Linked DNA regions of Mus musculus: all the other regions are linked to region 2. Evidence: chromatin contacts called from public HiChIP or PLAC-seq and promoter capture Hi-C data. All regions are on one chromosome and are shown on one strand. Each heading gives the region's core, a stretch centred on a gene start, on an enhancer-like site or on the middle of the called end of the contact. The rest is flanking DNA. Distances are from core to core; before and after follow the strand shown. Region 1 holds the start of Nod1 (nucleotide-binding oligomerization domain containing 1). Region 2 holds the start of Mturn (maturin, neural progenitor differentiation regulator homolog (Xenopus)). Region 3 overlaps Nod1 (nucleotide-binding oligomerization domain containing 1). Region 4 holds the start of Prr15 (proline rich 15).

Region 1 (4,228 bases), core at 903-3,402, 290 kb before region 2:
TCCTTCAGTTCACAGATCAGAACACTGAGCATAGACATAGCCTCTCTCTTCTCTGCCACCTACTGACTCCCATGTGACACAGCAGCCACACCAGCAGTGCCTCTAGGGGCAGGGTAGCTGCCAATTTTTAAAATCTAGGAATTGGCAGAGTTCAAACTCAACTCCAAATGTATGACCCATCGAAGTAAAATGAGTAAGCTGGACTTCATAAAATGAAAGGGCAGGCAGGGGGCTCAGGCATATAGCTTGGTTGCTAACCGTCCTTGCCTGGCATGCCCTGAGTTTGGTTCATGGTGTCTGCCCATGCTGGCATAGGTTTTCAATCCCAGCTCTTGGAAGGAGATGCTTAAGGTCATCTTTGGCAATATAGTGAGTTTTAGGACAGCTGAAAGCCTGTCAGAGAGAGAGGGAGAGGGAGAGGGAGAGGGAGAGGGAGAGGGAGAGAGAGAGGGAGAGGGAGAGGGAGAGGGAGAGGGAGAGGGAGAGGGAGAAAAAGAGAAGCAGGGAAAGAAGAAGAAAGAAAAGGCAAATAATTGGAGAAAATATTTACAAGCCACACTCTCAACACACAACATTTAGGTGAATGAACAAGAGACACACAGACATTTTTTCCTCAAGAGAAGATACAGGTGGCATGTAGACAAACGTGAAAAGTCCACGTCATCAGCAAGCTAAAACCACAGCAGTGTCTCACGAGGGCAATACAACTATCCAAATGGCCAAGATGGAATGGGACAGCACCAGAAGCTGGTGATATGCTATGAAGCAGTCACTTAGCTGGTCAACGGTGGAAATGCTAAATGGTTTAGCTATTTCAGAAGATAGATGAATAGGCATTTGAGAAATTGATGCCAAAGGCTGAAAATAGCCCAAAAAGGTAAGCAGTATTTCAAAAAGCTACAGGAACATGTGCTTCGGAATACTGCCCAAGGAAAATAATTAAAGGGGAATCACTATTGATACAAGCAATGGTCTCGGTGAATCCTCTTAGGATTATACTAAATGAAAACAAAATAGCAAAATACTAGAGCCAGTAGGACTGTTCAGTGGGTAAAGGTGCCTGCTACCAAGTCGGAATTCAATTATGCCCCAAAGCCACATGGTGGAAAGAGAAAACCAAGCCCTGCCATTGTTCTATGATCCCCACATGTGCATCATAATATGTATGTACTCATACACCCAAACACACACAAATGTAATACAGAATTTTAAAATGTTATTCCAAAGTGCAGCCTGATTCCATCTATTTTAAAAGTCTTGATACATTTCTAGCAATGCGAACAAGTTTGTGGTTGCCAGAGGCTGAGCACAGGGTGGGACGGTGAACAAGGTTGCTTGGGGTGGACCTGTTCTGTATCTTGACTCTATTAGTAGTCTGTTTTCTGCTTACCATAGCTTTTTTTGTGTTGTAGCTCTTCAAGACTGGGGCAAATTGAGTTACAGGTACATGAATCTGCATTATTTCCTCCAGTTATTTATTAATTTACAAATATCCCAAAATAAAAAGTCCAAAATAACAAGTAAGGAACAGCTGTCCCCAAAAATGTAAATAATAGTCTAAGCAAAAAGCAGAAGGCTAAGAATGAACAGTGCCCTGCAGGTGCACAGTACGGTTGTTCTGGCTCCGTCTTAGCACATCAGGCTCTTAGAATCAAAGTTTTCCTTTCAGTCACTTAGCTGCAGCACTGCAGCACACTGCAGGAGGAGGGAGGCCTTCACGCATGCAAGAACACAGTTCTTGCAGTTTCGGTTTTGCTTTTCTCAGAGGGTCAACTTCATGCGAGTTTTCATAACCATGACTACATGTGGCCAAAAATCTCAAAGCACTTTTGTTTAACTGTCAAAAACGTTTAAAAATATTTATTCGGACGGTTTATTAACATGTTAATTCCTTTACGTAATTCCTTACAGTAAAGGAAAAGGCTCTAGAATATTCGTGGTCAAGAGAAGACTTAACGACAGAGGAGGAGAAAGTCTCCGTCTCTGAAAGTAGATCAAACTGAATCTTATTTTGATCTTAGTTTGCTTAGTTTAACAGCCTTTCTGCCCGGGTCCCGGCATTGGTTGTGGTTACAGGCGCTGGGTGGCACTCTCAGGGGGCGGGCCTTGGCTCTCCGCGGCCGTGGCAGAGCTGGCACGACGAGTTCCCAGGGTGTCACCCCTGGGCGAACTGCGAGGCCTGCCCACTCCCACTGCGCAGTGGCCGCTCGTCCGATGCAGTGTGCGGCGGCTCCTTCCCGGGAAACGAGACAGGGGGGCAGCGCTACGGATGGTCCCCGCCTCCTCCGCCCGCTCCGCCCTGTTCCCTCCCCGGAGCCCACCCGAGCCCAGGCGCGGCCGGCCGTAGACACAGCCAGCTCCTGATCCCGGACCGCGAGCGGTAGCGCCCTCCCTCCCAGCTGTTGTCCCGCCCGATCCGCGACCCTAGTCCCCGGATCCCCTTGCTGAGAGTCACCGTACTCCAGGGCCAACTGAGCCAAAGTCCTGCCAACTTGGTAAGTCATGGGGGTTGGCGCCCGCAGGCTCTGTAACCAGCTGAGGAAATGTAAGGCTGCTGTGGAAGAGCTCTGGCTGAAACTCCAGGGGAGAGACCCCCGCCTCCCACCCCTCACCCAGAGTGTCAGATGCAGCCCTAGTTCAGAGATCAGCGGAATCAAGATCCCAGTGTGATCTAAGGCCTGCGTTTTCAGCCCGCCTGCCTGCAACTTAAAGTGTAGCAAATCCAGACACCCAGACTATTCGACAAATTAATTCTGTCGGAATGTCTAAACTATTGCTTCAGAGCTCCCTTGGTGATTCCAATGTGCACGTAGGGTTAGGAGTCTGAGACCAATGGGCAGGCAGCCTTCAAAAGAAAGTGCCTGCTGACCTGGACCTTCCTGAGCGCGTGCTGCAGACAGGCTGGCTGCTTCCAGGAACCTCCTATGGTCCTGGAGCCAAAGGAGAACTTCCCTTGAGTTTCATGGGATACAAAAGAAGGAAGCAAGACAATGCTTGCTTGGCAGAGTTGCCCGAATATCAAACTGAAAAAAAGTCCTCGAGTGTGCAGTGTTTTCATAGACTGTAAAAAGCATAAAAGTGGACAGACTGCAAAGCACCTTTGTTATTTGCCTAAGTTATTGGTGTTCGAAATTGCCTCGGGAGGCCAGAGAACCCTTGACAAGTGCCCTCCATCCTTTAAGGGTGAAGCCAAAGGTATAGAATGGAGTCTGATTGCCTTCCTAAAAGCAGCCTTCCTGCTTTAGATGTTAAGGATACCTGGAGTGTATGGGTAACTTCCAGGACATCTGTTGGAGAGGAGAGGTTCCTCTGTTGTACCTGGGAGCAGAGATCTGTGTGGTAGTTGTGATCCAGGAGCCACTGGAAAACAGACAGGTATGCTGGCCAGGAGAGAGGCAGACTAAAAACCCAAGGCAGAGAGGTGGGAGAGGGAGGACCCTTGCAAAGGTCACAAGAGTTTTGTTTTTATTGAACATACACCCAGTAAACCTGGTTCCAATCTTTGATTCTGTCACTTGAGTGATGTGATTGGCTGCAAGTTCAAAATGATCCCTTCGAGCCTCTCTTTTCTTACTGGTAAAGTCTAGACAAAGTGAGGCTTAATACAGATTAAGGTAACATCCACCCCACACCTTATGGTCCCTGGCAGGGGCTCTGTTACTAGAAGACAATTATCTATTTGGTATAGCCACTATGATGGAGTGTGTCCAGAAACTGTCTCCCTTAAAGCCCCACTCTCCTGCTCTTCTATACCAAATATATTCTTTTTTTTTTTTTTTTTTTTTTTTTTGGTTATTCGAGACAGGGTTTCTCTGTATAGCCCTGGCTGTCCTGGAACTCACTCTGTAGACCAGGCTGGCCTTGAACTCAGAAATCCGCCTGCCTCTGCCTCCCGAGTGCTGGGATTAAAGGCGTGCGCCACCACTCCCGGCTCCAAATATATTCTTAAGAAAGGTGGGCTGTCAGCAGGACTCACAATTTATGCTGCACACATGGCTCTCTTGCTGGCAATAGCCTGAGATATCGTACCCAGCGTTCTTGTTCTCCTCTTGACTCCTGGCCAGGGACTCGTTCATCAAAGACAGTCAGGAATCAGTAGAAGAGAATTCCAAGTCCTGCCTGTACTGATGCCTGCCTCCCAGCTGAAACTGCTACCCAGCTGCCTCATTCTGTTGGGACTGTCACTACCAGAGCATAGGTGATAGTATTGTTTAGATAAGACATTCAA
Region 2 (4,503 bases), core at 1,236-3,735:
GAGCCTCTGAAGCTACTGTGAGCCAATTTTCAGTGAGGCGACAGAGATCTGGGCTATCAGAGTCTCTTACACATCAAGCCTCAGTTTTCTCGCCTCTAAAATGAGTACAACATCTACCTCATAGAATTCTTGCGAGGCCCAGTAAGAAGGCATCTTTCAAGGTTGAGCAGATGGCTCGGTGGGTCAAGTGCTTGCTGTATACAAGCATGAAGACCTGAATTCAGATCTCCAGCACCAGAAGACAAGATCCTGGGGTCTTGCCTGGGTACAGGAAGAGACAAGCCATGTGAGGGATCACCCCTAAGTGCCCTCACAGGCACGGAGGAACAGGGCCCTGCATATGCTTGCCTCACGATGCTGGCGGAACTCTGATGATCTGGACACCGAGTGGGGAAGAGAGAGAGAGTTAGGAGGTTTTTAGAATTGGGGCTGGAATCTGTCTTGCAGACGGCAGTGACATTTACAGCGATTACACTAACACAGGCTCCCAGATATGAGCACCACAAGCCAGGGGTACTCCCAAGCAGCCCTGCTTGGCATCCAGTGACAACAGGCTGCCACTTGAAGTCAGGTAACAGGAGGACATAGTTGTTTAAGCCTGGAAGAGAGTGATGTCCCCAAGAACACAGACAGAAGTGTGCACCTGGGGATGGCCGAACAGAATAGGGGCTAAGTACTGCTATATTCCTTTAGAGCCAACTACCTGTGCTTAGAGGCACAGTGCCATCCGTCAGATAGATACCTCTGACCAAGGAGAGACCAAGCCTTCATCAGTGTTTGTAACTATTTAAACAATCTTAAAGTTTGTAAACTGAAAGATGCTATATAATAGTCTTACTGTTAACAAAATTTCCAAATAGCAGAGATGCTACTTAATTCAAATTCCTTCAATGCTTAACAGATTTTACACACACTACACAAGTGTTCTAACTAAGCTACATTCTTAGTTCCAGGTAAGAGTTTATACAAAGATAGGGGGGAACACTAGGTCTCTGAACTTTAAATTTGCAGGACACTTGCTGTGCATCAAACTGCTAGGTCTACTTCAAAGATTGCCAGAGAACTGGTATTAGGAAGCTAATTTTGTGGGTAGGCAACTCAAGGGAAGACAAGTGAACAGAACCTAAATCTAGCTGCCACCCAAAACCAGGATCATATTTTATTGGGCAGATGTGCACCTGTCCTGTCCGGGTCTCAGGGATCCTAGGTTGAACTTCCCATGGATGGATGAGGTGTACGGACCCAGCGGGGTGGGGGGATATGTCCAGCTTTGTCATTTCACCTGATGAGCCAAGCGGTCGATGCACCATGCACCACCCCATCTTCCTCTGCTGCAGCAGCGCCTCCAGCCTCAGGCCATCGACCACACGATTACCCTCATCCCCAGCTGCCTCCATCTTACATTTGGGGACTATTATTTACAGTGCTTACAAACACTCCACGAAGCGCCATCCCTGCCCTGCCTACACACCTCCCATCACAACCGCGTGCTCTCAGTATCTCCTTCCTAAACTGTCAGCACCAGAATACCTAGTGGGAGGGATGCTGGCCAAAGGTATGGTCGCTGTAGTTCCTGGTTCTGGTCCCTCTGGACCTGGGTGTGTGGGGTTTTCCTCTGGAAAAGCCGAAAGGCCTCGGCGAGGACACAGTAGCCTCATGGCAGGCTAGAACCCGAATGGGCTACAAACACTTGCTGGCAGCTCATTGAGGAGCTAGGGAAGCAGGAGACCCGGGATAGGCGTGCCCCCGCGAACGCGCGCGTGTGCACGCGCGTGCATTTTTAAGCTCCAGGGCGTAATTCCGCAAAGAGGGTCCAAAAGATCTATCACTGCGGGTGTGGACAGAGGCTTTGTGTCCGTTTGAGAGACTCGCAGGCTGGAGAGGGGGCCCTGTTGGGAGGAGCGGCTGCAGAGTTGTGTCTGAGACCCCGAGGGGGACTGACACCTCTCGGGGACCCGACCTCGGATCCTGCCGCAGGGACTATGAGCCCCGCCCGGTGGGTGCCCCATAGAGGCTCCCATGGGATGCTCTTAGCCACGCGCCCGGTGCGCGATGGTCCGGTAGGTTGCCACACCTCCGCTCCCTGGCACCCTGGCACCCTGCCACCGCTATCCGCCCCACCCGGCCCCCCTGGAGGAGCTTGGGCAAAGCGGAGCGCGCCCGTCCCGTGCACTCACAAAGCTGTCGCCGCAGCCGTTGTCCGGACACAGTACGTAGAAGGAGACGCCCGGGTCGGCGTAGAAGTCCATCCTGCGCTCCGTCTCCTCGGCGGCGATGAGCTCAAAGGGCGTGCTGGAACACCACTTCTCCGCGACATCTGCCAGCTGCTGGAAGTCCATGGCGGCGCCGCCCGCGCCTCCTCCGGGGCTCACGGCTCCCGGGTCTGTTTACACCGCCCGCTCCGCCTCCGCCCCGCCCCCACCCCCACCGCCCGCCTTGAAAGGAACCCAAGCACCCCGGGGCCCCGCCAGTCCGGGGCCGCCCCGGCTCGTGACGTCACGAACTCTGGCCAATCCCCGGAGCCCTACTCGGCGCCGCCCGGAGCCCGGTGACGTCAGGGTGGGCGGGGCGCCCGTCTCTGCAGGTGGCGGCGGGGTGGGGCGGGGCTGGCTCCGGACCCCTGGTTTGGAGCCAGTTTGGAAGGCTTTCTCTGGAATCCGCTATAAACGCGAGGGACGCACCCAGAAGTACAGATTGCTTGGTCCTTGCCAGGGCTGATTGTAGAGGTGCTGCGAGCACCCGGGGAAACAGCTTTGCTTTCTACAGAAGCCAAAATTCGGTCCTCCCAGGAACCCAGAGTGTGTTTTCTAGACTGATTTGGAAGGAAGTGTACACGCACATCAAGCTGCGTGCTTCTTACAAATACCTTCACTGATTTGGCTTGAATTTATATTATATGACTTAAAATGGCCAACTGTTGTTTTGTTTGTTGGGTTTGAGGTTTTGTTTTGTATTTTGAGTTGCTGGAAAATTGAACCCAGAGTCGTGCTTTTCAGGCATGTTACCACCGAGCCACACCCCAACCCTGCTTGGAAAGCAAGGAGCCTGCCCGTTGACTACACCTGTTGAATGCTCTGGCTGCTGCGTGCCCAGCAGACACACTGGTTTACAGGGAGTAGAAGAGTCCTCGTCTGAACACTTGGCTTCCGGAAGGGACACATTAAATAGCATTCATTCTATAAACATTTATTCGTGGTTATTTTTAAACTGCGCCTTCTGAACCAGGAGCCTTGCTAGCTGGGGTGTAAACATGAATGAGCTGGGGTCTAAACGCCTCAGTAAGCTGGCAGTCTAGCCAAGGGGAGCCCAGCTAGTGCACCTGTTATTACAGGCAGAAGACGTTATTCCACAGTCATCTGTTTTGATCATTTCTGTGGCAGAATTTCCTTACGTTTATTTGCTTGTCTTTGCATTTGTCTTTAGACTGTGGGAGTGATTCTTCCTCTACTCCCTGACTTCTGAGGCTAAGAGAACCCACTTGACAGTGTGACTGGGATATGTCCTGGGAACCCCAGTTTCCACATCTGTGAAAATGGGTATATATTCATGACCTTATAGTTAGGGTTTGAGAAAGTGTGTGTGTGTGTGTGTGTGTGTGTGTGTGTGTGTGTGTGTGTGTGTGAAAGGAATAGAAATCCAGTGGGTTTTTCTACAATTTACTCATTTTTATCTGTATGAGTGTTTTTGCATAAATGTATTGGTGTGTACCATGTATGTGTCTGGTGTCCAGAGACCAGAAGAGGGTATTGGATAGCCTGGGACTGGAGTTACAGGCCTTTGTGAGCCACCATGTGTGTATCATCAAATCTAGGTTCTTAGGGAGAACAGCTAGATGCCTTAACTAATGAGCCATCTCTCTAGCCCTGGGTTTTTTAAATGTAGGAAATTTGATTATATGCCTAGGCTTATAGCAGTACTCATTGGTGTCCGATGTGTGAAGCAGTATTGATTAGCTTGACATTCTGTTAAACCAAGCATGAATGTTAAATTTTGGATGGCTGCTGATTTGACATGGCATTTATGTAATATGTGTAGAAATGTGCACAAGCTCGAGACTGTCTAACACCCAGAATGGATGCTGAAATTCAGTGGTGCATTAATTACACTCATCTCTCATGATCTACATTTTGACTGAAATAATGGAACAAGAGAGAGGGGTTATCTTTGTTATACAGGAGCAGAGTCTGGAGGAGGGCCAGCCAGAACACATCTGGCGAGGGGTTGATCACGAGGCTCCTCTGTGAGGGCCTTCATATAGCTTGACAGATAAGTTGAGGCAAACTCCTCTCTGCTGCCTCACTAGAGACACACATTAGAACAGAGGCTGCGTAACAAAGGACCAGGAAACTTGGTGGGATAAACTTCGGGCACAGTTTTGTAGGCTTAGAGTCTTAAAACTTACACTTAATAAGCATTGTCAACCACTTCAACACCCCTTCTAGCCCACTGTCTGAAGGGAGGGGAGAAAAGATGGTACATAGACAAGGGGATGTGGACCTGTTT
Region 3 (4,249 bases), core at 1,012-3,511, 270 kb before region 2:
GCTCAGCAGTTCAGAACATTGCAGCTTTCCAGAGCCCACACAGGCAAGCTCACAACCCCGTTTCGGAGGATCTGATGCTCTCCTGGCCTCCTCTAGCATTAGGCATATGCATGATGCATGTACAAACATAAAATAAAGGGACTCACGCGTACACATAAAATACAAATTACATTTTTTTTAAGTTGGGCAGTGATGATGCACGCCTTTAATTCCAGCACAAGGGAGGCAGAGGCAGGTGGATCTCTGCATTCAAGGCCAGTCTGGTCTACAAAGCAAAATGTCCACGAAAGCCAGGGCTATCAACAGCAACACTACTATCTATCTATCTATCTATCTATCTATCTATCTATCTATCTATCTATGGCTGATGCCTGGGGGGGGGGTGGGGTGGGGAGCTGCTTGCAGGCAGGCTGGCCATTTTTCCAGAAACGAAAGACTGAAATAGTGACAGCCATGTACCCACCCTTACCATTGTAAGCCCACAAAACTCATTCTCATTTCCTAAGCCACAGGAGGGGCTGAGAGAGTGAACCAGGCCCTAGTGGGGTCAGCACAGCTGCTGAATAGACAGCTGACTTCTGCCTGGGTCAGTCTTCAAAGAAGAAGGGGGCAAGGCTGTATAAACTGCCACATGGTCAGCAAAGTCATTGCTTCCCACACCAGGCCTTTCTGTGTCCTCTTTCTGTGACAGCCACAGTCCCTGAGTCACAGGCTTCTTATGAGCTCTCACTCCAGGGAAGGCGCTTGAGGAGGAGGAGTCAGGACTGGGGAAGAAGTAGAGTGGGTGGCCGGATTCGAACACTGGCCTGGCTTGCTTTGGCTTACATTGGTGCTTATGGCCAGCCTTTATACAGAAGTGCTTGTAAGATGGCCGGGCCACGTAACAACAACTTGGGGTGTAACTCTAATTAGCATCTGCTATGCTGTTACAGAATAGTTTTCTGGGAAAGGCTCGTCTCAATCTGTAATCTCGTCCTCTGGTATTGCAACAGCAACTTGGAGAAAGCTGGGGCGATTTATTTGGAAAAATACAGAGTTTCAAAAGAATGAATGAAGGTTCCCAACAGCAGGGCGTGTCAGGAAAGGGCAGAGTCATAAGGCCACTGGGGCTGATGGGGAATGACTTCTTTGAGTGTTCTCTTCTTGATTCAACCCAAAAAAGTAGATTGCTACTTTTAAATGGCAATCCGTAAGTTACTGCTGTATAATATAAAGCAGTGCTTTTCAGCTAGGCATGGTGGTGCATGCTTTTATCCCTGACGTATGGGAGACCCAGGCAGAAGGATCTTGAGAGCTCGAGGCCACAATGCAGTACACAGTAAGGCTCTCTCTTAACATGAAACTAAAACAAACATAATGCTCATAGAACATTTCAGATTTGAAAAATATAGGTTGATGACACTTGGCAAATATGCATGTGTGTGTGTGTGTGTGTGTGTGTGTGTGTGTGTGTGTGTGTTTATATATATGCTCTTCCCTCAGTGTCTGCAGGGATCAGTGTCAGGATACTCCAAGGAAAACAAAATCCACCAGTGCTCAAATCCCTGATACAAGACAGAGTGATTATCTTCATATACCTACACATACCATCCTGAAAATTTAAATCATCTTTAGATTTTTATGACACCTAATGCATTGTAAGTGCTATAAAAGTGGTTATAGCATTCGATTCAAGAAACAATGACAAGGAAAAATCTACAAATTCTTCCATGTTTAGTGAGGTGCGATATTTTTCTGAATATTCTTGATCCATGGTTGGTTGAATCTGAGAATGTGGAATTCACAAATGTATACACACTATACACACACACACTACACACTACACACTACACACTACACACTACACACACACACACACACACACACACACACTACACACACACACTACACATACACTACACACACACACACACATACATAGAGCTCTCACTCAAGATATTTCTATGTCCCCAGGAGTTTGCATGGCTGTTGTTTTGCAACCCGTGTCTCCCAGCTACCATCTCTCGGCTTCTACACAGAGCCATACAGTGTATTCTGTTTTATTGAGTCTGACTTTCCTCAGCCTTGAATCTGACAGCAGTGATGTATTTTATTGCACTCACATGTGCCTGGTGCTGAGTTATGTGTCTGTAGACACTGCTCTGACTCAGTCATTCAATTCCTCTGGGAACTGCCAACTCCTTTCTCACTGTCAACAGCAGGGGCCTTGTTGGAATGAAACAAAACCAAAACCCTGTCAGAACTTCTGATTCTCCTCACAGGGCAGATTTCTTAGAAAGGGAAGTTGCTAAAGACACTTCTCAAGGCTGTTGATGCCTAGTGTTGAGCAGTATCAGCTCACCACAAGGAAAGGGAGAAAAATAAAAGCAAACCCTGAGCCCTTGGCTCATTTTTGTCTGTGGACTCTCAACAGCTTTGTTAAGACATCAGATGAGGCCACAAGTCCAGAGTGCTTGAGAGCAATCTTTCCACTCCATCAGCTAAAACTAGTGCCATTCAATATGTCACACATATGTCCTCTGATAGATCTCAAAGCCCTCAAAGTTAGATGTTACTAAGATAAAACCTGGTCCTATAAAATGTCCTTGGAAAGCTCCCTCAGTTTGTGAGAGTGACACCATAACACCTGCTCTCAGTTGACTTCAAACCTACCAACAGTGGAGGTCACACAGCAGAAAACCTCTTCTAGCTTCCCCCTAACTGTGGGTAACACCTCTCATGTGTGAATTCTGACAGTAACATTGCCTAATTACTTTGCACCATTGACTCTTAACTTGGAGTGCAAAGTCTAGAAAAAGAGAACACTCTTTATAGCACACCTTAACAGGACCTCTCATGTACCTCTGGCAAGAATTTAGGAATGTGATGGGGAAAGCCATTGTACTGACAGTGATACCCAGTGGTGGGATGTTATGGTCCTAGCATTGTAGACATTGGACCAAGCAAGGTGTTATATACAAGACTAGAAAACTGCTTCATTAAAACTGTAGCTTCTGGGCAGAAGGAACTGACAGGGAACTAAGTTGCAATCAGGCTATGTACTGACAAAGGGCAGTAGGTTTCTATTTCAAGAGTACAGAGTTGCAAAATTGCATCTACCACCTGCATATTTTATCCTAATTTTTCTATTTCATGTCCCACCCTGCGTTCTGCTGCCCGAGGTCTCATTTTCAGGCCACATCCACGGCCTTAATTTGTTTCTTTGGTTGTTTCCTTGGGCTGTCTGGACAGGATCTCCCTTCAACTCCCATCCTCAAGGCTCCATATATAGAGCTGGGAAAACCTCCCCCTACAGAGTGGCCTAGCTCTGTAAAGTCAACCTCTGCCATTCCTCCTGCCTCTTCTCCACCCTTTCCTCTCCCCCCCCCCTTCTCCAGCCCTCCCTTTCCCTTACTCCTCTGCTGTCCCTACTACTATCTACCCTCAGCTCCCTTGCCTTCCACTGGCACCCCAGGGCCCACCGTTTGGCAGGTTGTGACCTGGGAGACGCTTGGCTCTCTGTTTCTGGTGGCACCAGCTCATGCTTGGTCACTCTCTCTGAGGTGTCTCATGGCAGTTTGCTCTATCTCTGGCTTTGGTTTATTAGGCAATGTTTTTCTTTGTTTCCTTTTTTATGTCCACCATAACTTCCTTAACTTCCTGCCAAAGAGAGCTCACTGCCCTCTGAAAATTACAAAAAAGCACCTCTTTGCCAGCTAGGGGTCATGAACCTGTGGCTTTGTTCAGGTGGTCAGAAATCAGGAGAGAGTGTCCCCTTTTGCTGGTGAACTGTGAAGAGCCCGTGGTGGAAATTACAGGAAAAGCCTGGGAAGCCGAGGGACCATGTTTGTGGGAATTGCAGGCACGGAAAGAGAAGCCTGGTTAAAAGCCCACTCCCAGTTGATAAGAGTTGGGTCAAGTGGAATGAAGGCAGTTGCTCAACCTCCTTTCCCCAGCCTTCTAAACACGCTGACTCACCCGGGAAGAACCGCGGCCTTTCCCTGTTCTCTCACACTTGTGAGCATTTCAAGAGAAAGTTTCCACTCTGGGCTTCAGCTTCCACTTTTCTCACAGGCTTCCAGAGCCACCTCATCCCTTGCAATGACTTGCTGCTGTTACAGTTCTTGCCCTCTGTTTCTTTGACGATAATTTATTTATTGAGCTAGTCAGTTATGGTTATACATTTTTTATTTTTTGATCTCACAATATACATTTTCAAAGCACTTTAAAATGTTTTTGAGATTATAATATAATTATAGTATTTCTCTGT
Region 4 (4,702 bases), core at 1,423-3,922, 350 kb after region 2:
TCTCCTTCAGGGAGCAGTGTGGCACGCATTTTCCTCTTCTCCTTGAATCTGCCAGAGCGTGAGATCTTCAAATTGCGCCGACTATTGCCTGTTTTCTCCTCACACAACTTATCTGACCTGAGGGACTCTCCGGGGTCCCCAAGGATATTGGAGTGCTGATTTTCTGGCAAGCTGCTAGTCCGATCTGAGTGAGGTGGTGAGGGTTCCTGGCCAGTCTCTGGCCGAACCTGAGGCTGCACCCCCACCGTAACTTCCTTGCTTTTCTTCCTGGTCAGAGATTTCCACCAGGGGCTGGAGCCGCCACTGTCCGCCATGGCCCATAGGCCAAGCACCCTGCGTGGGGAAGGGCCTGGGCCAGGACAGCTCCTCTCTTTTCTGTGGTCTCTGACTCTTCACTCCAGCCCTTCCAGGCTTCTCCCACGCAGACTTGCTGGATGGGAGTTGAGGGAGAGCCCTGCACAGAGAAAAAAAAAACAGAACTTGGGTTGGTCAAAGTAACATTCTACTCTCCTCAGAGTTGGAACTCATGGCAACTCTGTGACCACTGGCCACCTGCAGAACAACCCTGATCTACAAGGTTGAGTTCCTTGAACTCCCGCCCGACCTCAACCTTTGCCTTACCTCCCAAGCAAGTGCAGTAGCTATCCAGTGGAGATCAACCTGGCTCCAGAGGAAGTATGGGCTGGTCTGCCACTCAGCCTGACTGTATAAGGACCACTACAGGTGCCCACCTACCTACCCTACAACCGCTGCCAACCACTACATGTGCCCACCTACCCTTAGAACCGCCACCCTTCAGAGGAACACCAGGAGGGGAATGTGTGGGTGTGGGGTGGGGAACCTAGCTTGTCCTGCCCACTACAGATGAATAAAGATCAGGTATTTTCTTTATTAGTGATTGAAGAGGGAGTTCCCAGCCCATTGTGGGTTAGACTATTTCTGGGTTGGCAGTCTTGGGTTCTATAAGAAAGCAGGCTGAAATCCAGGCAGTGGTGGCACATGCCTTTAATCCCAGCAATCCGGAGGCGGGCAGAGGCAGGCAGATTTCTGAGTTCTAGGCCAGCCTGGTTTGAGTTCCAGGACAGCCAGGACTATACATAGAAACCCTGTCTCGAAAAACAAACAAACAAAGCAAAGCAAGCAAGCAGGCTGAGCAAGCCATAAGGAGCAAGCTAGTAAGCATGGCTCAAATTTCTGCAGTCTTTTTCTAGGATGAGCGGTGATGAGCGGTGTATCCAAGTGAGAAAGCGGGGAGCATAAATTCATGGTTGTGCTTACTTCAAACTGCTTCAAACCACTTCTGCCTTGTGATTTTCAGAGGCTGTCTAGACTTAACTTCCCTTGGAAACCGCCATCCCACTCTTCCTTTAACTCCCTAGAGCCAATCTCCACACTGTTGGAAGGCCGCGGGTCCCAACCCTTCTTTCATAGTTCTCTATCTCTTGAGGATTTTACTTATTGTAAACAAAGTCTTCTGGTACTTTTCTTTGCTGGTTGCCTTTCCATCCTCCAAAGGAGAGCGCCCAACCAGGAACTCCAGAAAACCATTGAATAACGGAGCCCAGACGCTCCTGATAGTGCAAGCCAGACTCTTGGCACACTTCCTGTGAGCGTGCTACTGGACACGGCCACCACGAGTGGGCAGGGCTCGCGCGCGCCGCCCATTTCTAGGTTTCAGCTCCGCCGCTTCGCAGCCCACGCACCGCGGCGCTCCTGGGATTCGCCAGTGCGCAGGAGGGAAACTTGTGCGGCCGTTTGTTGTTGCAGGTTCTCCCGGAACTGCCTGGTAGAGGAAGTCTCTGCGCCTACGGGGAGGCGCCATCTCCTCCCTGGGGATGTCCTGAGGACTCACTCGGACTGGGGCTTGAAAACCGTAAAAGCAGAACCAGCTCAAAGTTCTTTCCCTAAGAAAGGCGCCCACACCCTTAGGCACCGTCAACGTTGGGGTCTACAAACGTCTTACTCCCTATTCTGCAGATCGGAAAAACACCGCACCCCAAGGCATTTATTAATGGTGGTGGGCAGCCACCCAACACTTTCTTTTCCACAGTGACCAACTTGGTGTGTACGGAAAGGCTTTGTGAGAATTGCGCAAGGAAAAGATGGCAAATAATGCAAAAGTAGGCAGATCACTGTTCTGGGGGGGGCCTCTCCTCTGGCAGCAGGAGGAGGGGCACTGCAAAGCGCTAGACAGCATTCTCCAGGGACTTCGTAGCGCCAGGGCCTGCCTTGTGAGACGCAGAGGGACTCTGGTTCACTCACCTGTAGGGGCTTTCAGGGCCACTGCGGCGCCGCGCTGCGCCGCGCGGGCTGTCTAGAACACGGAGGGGGCGTCTCCGGGTGCCTGAAGCTTAGTCGCGGTGTCCCTTATCGCTGACTAGGAGAGATGCAGGAATCGTTGTTGCTGATCTCGCCCAACACCCCTGACACTCGCACACTGTCGGAACAACCTGGGGTTGGCAGCACGGTCCGCTCAGGTGGCAGGGACTGTCAGATCCTCCGCCCCAGGGTGAGTCTGGTCAGCCTTTCCCGGTGGGAGTCTCACATTCTAGGGCGCGTCCTTTCTTCCCGTTCACTCTGCTCTCTGGCCTCAGCTAGACAGGACCTGGGCTACTGACTCCGGCGCACTACCCTTCCTGAGCGTCCGTAGGAACGCGCTGAGACATCTGCCCACTTGCTGGTGGTTGGCCAAAGGCCTGAAGACACCAGAACTGAGGAGGAGGGGAGGGTCAGGGTGGGACAGGAGGCGGCCGCCAGGCTACAGGTGCAGGTAGGCGTCCCCGCCCTTCTGGGGACCAGATTGGACGAGGTTGCAAACGTGGTTCCAGCCCTGCGGACTCTGATTGGAGAAAAAGCTGTGCTGCGCCGCCTCCCTGCTCGCGTTCCGTTCTTGCGCTGAGGTTTGAGTCCCAAGGCTTTCAAATTTTCTAACTCGGAGAGCTGATTCAAACTCTGTCATTGTTTGGGAGTTTCAAGCGCCCTTACCTAAAAGACTAAGAGTTGAGAACCATGTCGTTGCTGTCATCGGGCGCTATCCTAGTACTATAACTCACTTGGGTCAACTCACTTGGGTTAACTCACTTGCTCATCAGACCGCCCCAGGCCTGGGCACTATGGCTCCTAACAGACCTGCAAAGGAACCATGGCTTTGCGGAGGTTAAACAGTTGTCCAGGATTGCATGCTGAAGGGCAATCTCGAAGTAACGGGGTTGGAAGTTTGATTCCAGCTTATCAGCTTGTTAGTCTTGGGTTCTTACCATAACTAAGTGCCTATGCTACAAAGCATCTTTCGCGTTTGGGCGACCGCGCATCGACACCCATCCAAGCATATTACTCCAGCCCAGAGCCACTGAGAGGGTGAACCAATGGGCCCCAGCACCGTGCAAGGTGCTTTAGCTCGGTGGTTATTTGTCAAAAACGGTATTAGAGGAGACATTTCTCTAACTAAGGCGAAGTTACGACTTGAAAGAGATTTTGGGGGTCTCTAGGCTTGCAGACATGCAAGTAGGACCCTTTCTTTGCCTCTAAGGTAGGCAGTCCAGGCAATTTGTCTGCTTTGAGCACTTTCTGCGGGACAAGCCTGGTGAGAGACAGATCACCAACCAACTCTGATCTCTTGCAATAAGGATTTGATAAGCAGGCAGGAATTTTATAGAGACTTTCAATACAGTAGGGAAGAGGAAAATACAAGGACTTGGTTGGTGTCTTAGTTTGGATTCAATTAAAAAATGAAAGATGAACATACACTGTGTATTTGGAAATGATTTGTTTCTAACCAGAGATTAGAGAACTCCCCTCCCCCTTCCTCCCTCTGCCCCTTTCTCTCTCCTCCCCCTTTCCCCTCCTTCTCTGCCCCCCTTCCTCCTTCCTTCCTTTCTTTATTGGTGGAATTTCACTATGTAACTAAGACTGGATTCAAACTCTGGCATACCACCAAAACTGACTCTTGAGGTTAGTTTTAAAGTGGGGACACTGAACCATAACACTGGTACTTGATAAAGACTAGTTGCCAGCTTTAAAGGAAGCTTTCCGGAGGCAGATGTCATATGATGAGAAAAGCTTGTCTGGGGAGTCGCCACCACCACCGTTTATGGAGCTGGGACATGCCCTTGTCAAGCACATTGTTGAAAGAATGAAGACACCAGGAAAAGGACACTAGCTTGCTGAATGGCTTTTCATCTAGTGTGGTTTTCACAAAGCCACAAGCATTTTCTCAATAAACAAATCCTTCATCTCTCAATAAGATAGCTCCTCAAATACATTCAGCAATGTCAAATGTCTCTGTTATGCCTCCTGGGTTGAGTGGAAGCACCTTATAAATGAGAGAACCACTAGATGGGGGTGAATATATCCATAGAAAGGTGAAGTGTGTGTGTGTGTGTGTGTGTGTGTGTGTGTGTGTGTGTGTGTGTGTGTGTGTGTAATGAATAGAGTCATGAAAAGCAGGGTAAACAGCAGCTAAGAGAGCCTCAAGGTGTGAAGGATGCTGGGCTTCTCAAGGCTCAAAGGGCAGGTGGGTGATGTAAGCACAGAGTGTGGCTGGGCAGACCTGGGAGGTGACACTGGGCAGCTGAGTAGGACACAGACTTTCAATGGCAGCTGGGACTGGGGCCAATGCAGAGTCTTAACAGTTGCTTTCTTGGCAAAATAAATGATCACCCACTTAAGGAATGAGTTTCTAGAACTGGGTGCTAGGAACTAA

Evidence for each region. Promoter capture Hi-C pulls out the DNA fragments that hold promoters and counts their contacts. HiChIP or PLAC-seq counts read pairs in DNA pulled down with a chosen protein or histone mark. Capture Hi-C pulls out chosen DNA fragments and counts their contacts.
Region 1: a promoter capture Hi-C map of liver shows a contact between it and region 2. The contact joins the promoter of Nod1 here to the promoter of Mturn in region 2. A contact is called at or near these places in 21 of 39 promoter capture datasets (the 3T3-L1 cell line, 3T3-L1-derived adipocytes, the HPC-7 cell line and 14 more), 1 of 15 datasets of contacts at CTCF or cohesin (large pre-B cells), 6 of 484 Hi-C or Micro-C datasets (centroblasts, embryonic stem cells, hematopoietic stem and progenitor cells and 3 more), 19 of 115 datasets of contacts at active chromatin or transcription factors (the 230-238 cell line, bone marrow-derived macrophages, craniofacial prominence and 13 more) and 4 of 9 other capture datasets (adipose tissue, embryonic stem cells, liver and 1 more).
Region 3: a contact with region 2 is called in a FOXA1 HiChIP or PLAC-seq map of pancreatic cancer cells. The contact joins the enhancer-like site here to the promoter of Mturn in region 2. A contact is called at or near these places in 3 of 39 promoter capture datasets (hippocampal neurons and liver), 7 of 115 datasets of contacts at active chromatin or transcription factors (embryonic forebrain, embryonic stem cells, microglia and 1 more) and 2 of 9 other capture datasets (adipose tissue and liver).
Region 4: a promoter capture Hi-C map of liver shows a contact between it and region 2, with 2.3 times the contacts expected there. The contact joins the promoter of Prr15 here to the promoter of Mturn in region 2. A contact is called at or near these places in 3 of 39 promoter capture datasets (cranial neural crest, hippocampal neurons and liver) and 1 of 115 datasets of contacts at active chromatin or transcription factors (pancreatic cancer cells).

The regions. Positions count from the first base shown.
Region 1 is chr6:54,970,536-54,974,763 of GRCm38.p6, reverse strand. Nod1 (nucleotide-binding oligomerization domain containing 1) reads left to right here and starts at 2,152. Exons shown (of 12, transcript NM_172729.3): 1 at 2,152-2,495. It overlaps Gm24230 (a small nucleolar RNA gene), which reads right to left and starts at 113; the gene lies at 1-113.
Region 2 is chr6:54,679,606-54,684,108 of GRCm38.p6, reverse strand. Mturn (maturin, neural progenitor differentiation regulator homolog (Xenopus)) reads right to left here and starts at 2,485. Exons shown (of 3, transcript NM_001289740.1): 1 at 2,178-2,485. The coding sequence starts at 2,339.
Region 3 is chr6:54,954,568-54,958,816 of GRCm38.p6, reverse strand. All of the region lies in intron 1 of Nod1 (nucleotide-binding oligomerization domain containing 1), which reads left to right. Among named protein-coding and RNA genes, the nearest start is that of Nod1, 16 kb to the left of the region's middle. Within about 2 kb of position 2,261, at least 136 of the 459 cell types and tissues checked have an H3K27ac peak or open chromatin away from gene starts, as enhancers often do. A contact at or near this core is called in adipose tissue, liver, microglia and 1 more, where this site is marked.
Region 4 is chr6:54,324,871-54,329,572 of GRCm38.p6, reverse strand. It overlaps Prr15 (proline rich 15), which reads right to left and starts at 2,672. Exons shown (of 2, transcript NM_030024.3): 1 at 2,263-2,672; 2 at 1-454. The coding sequence starts at 314. All of the region lies in intron 4 of 9130019P16Rik (RIKEN cDNA 9130019P16 gene), which reads left to right.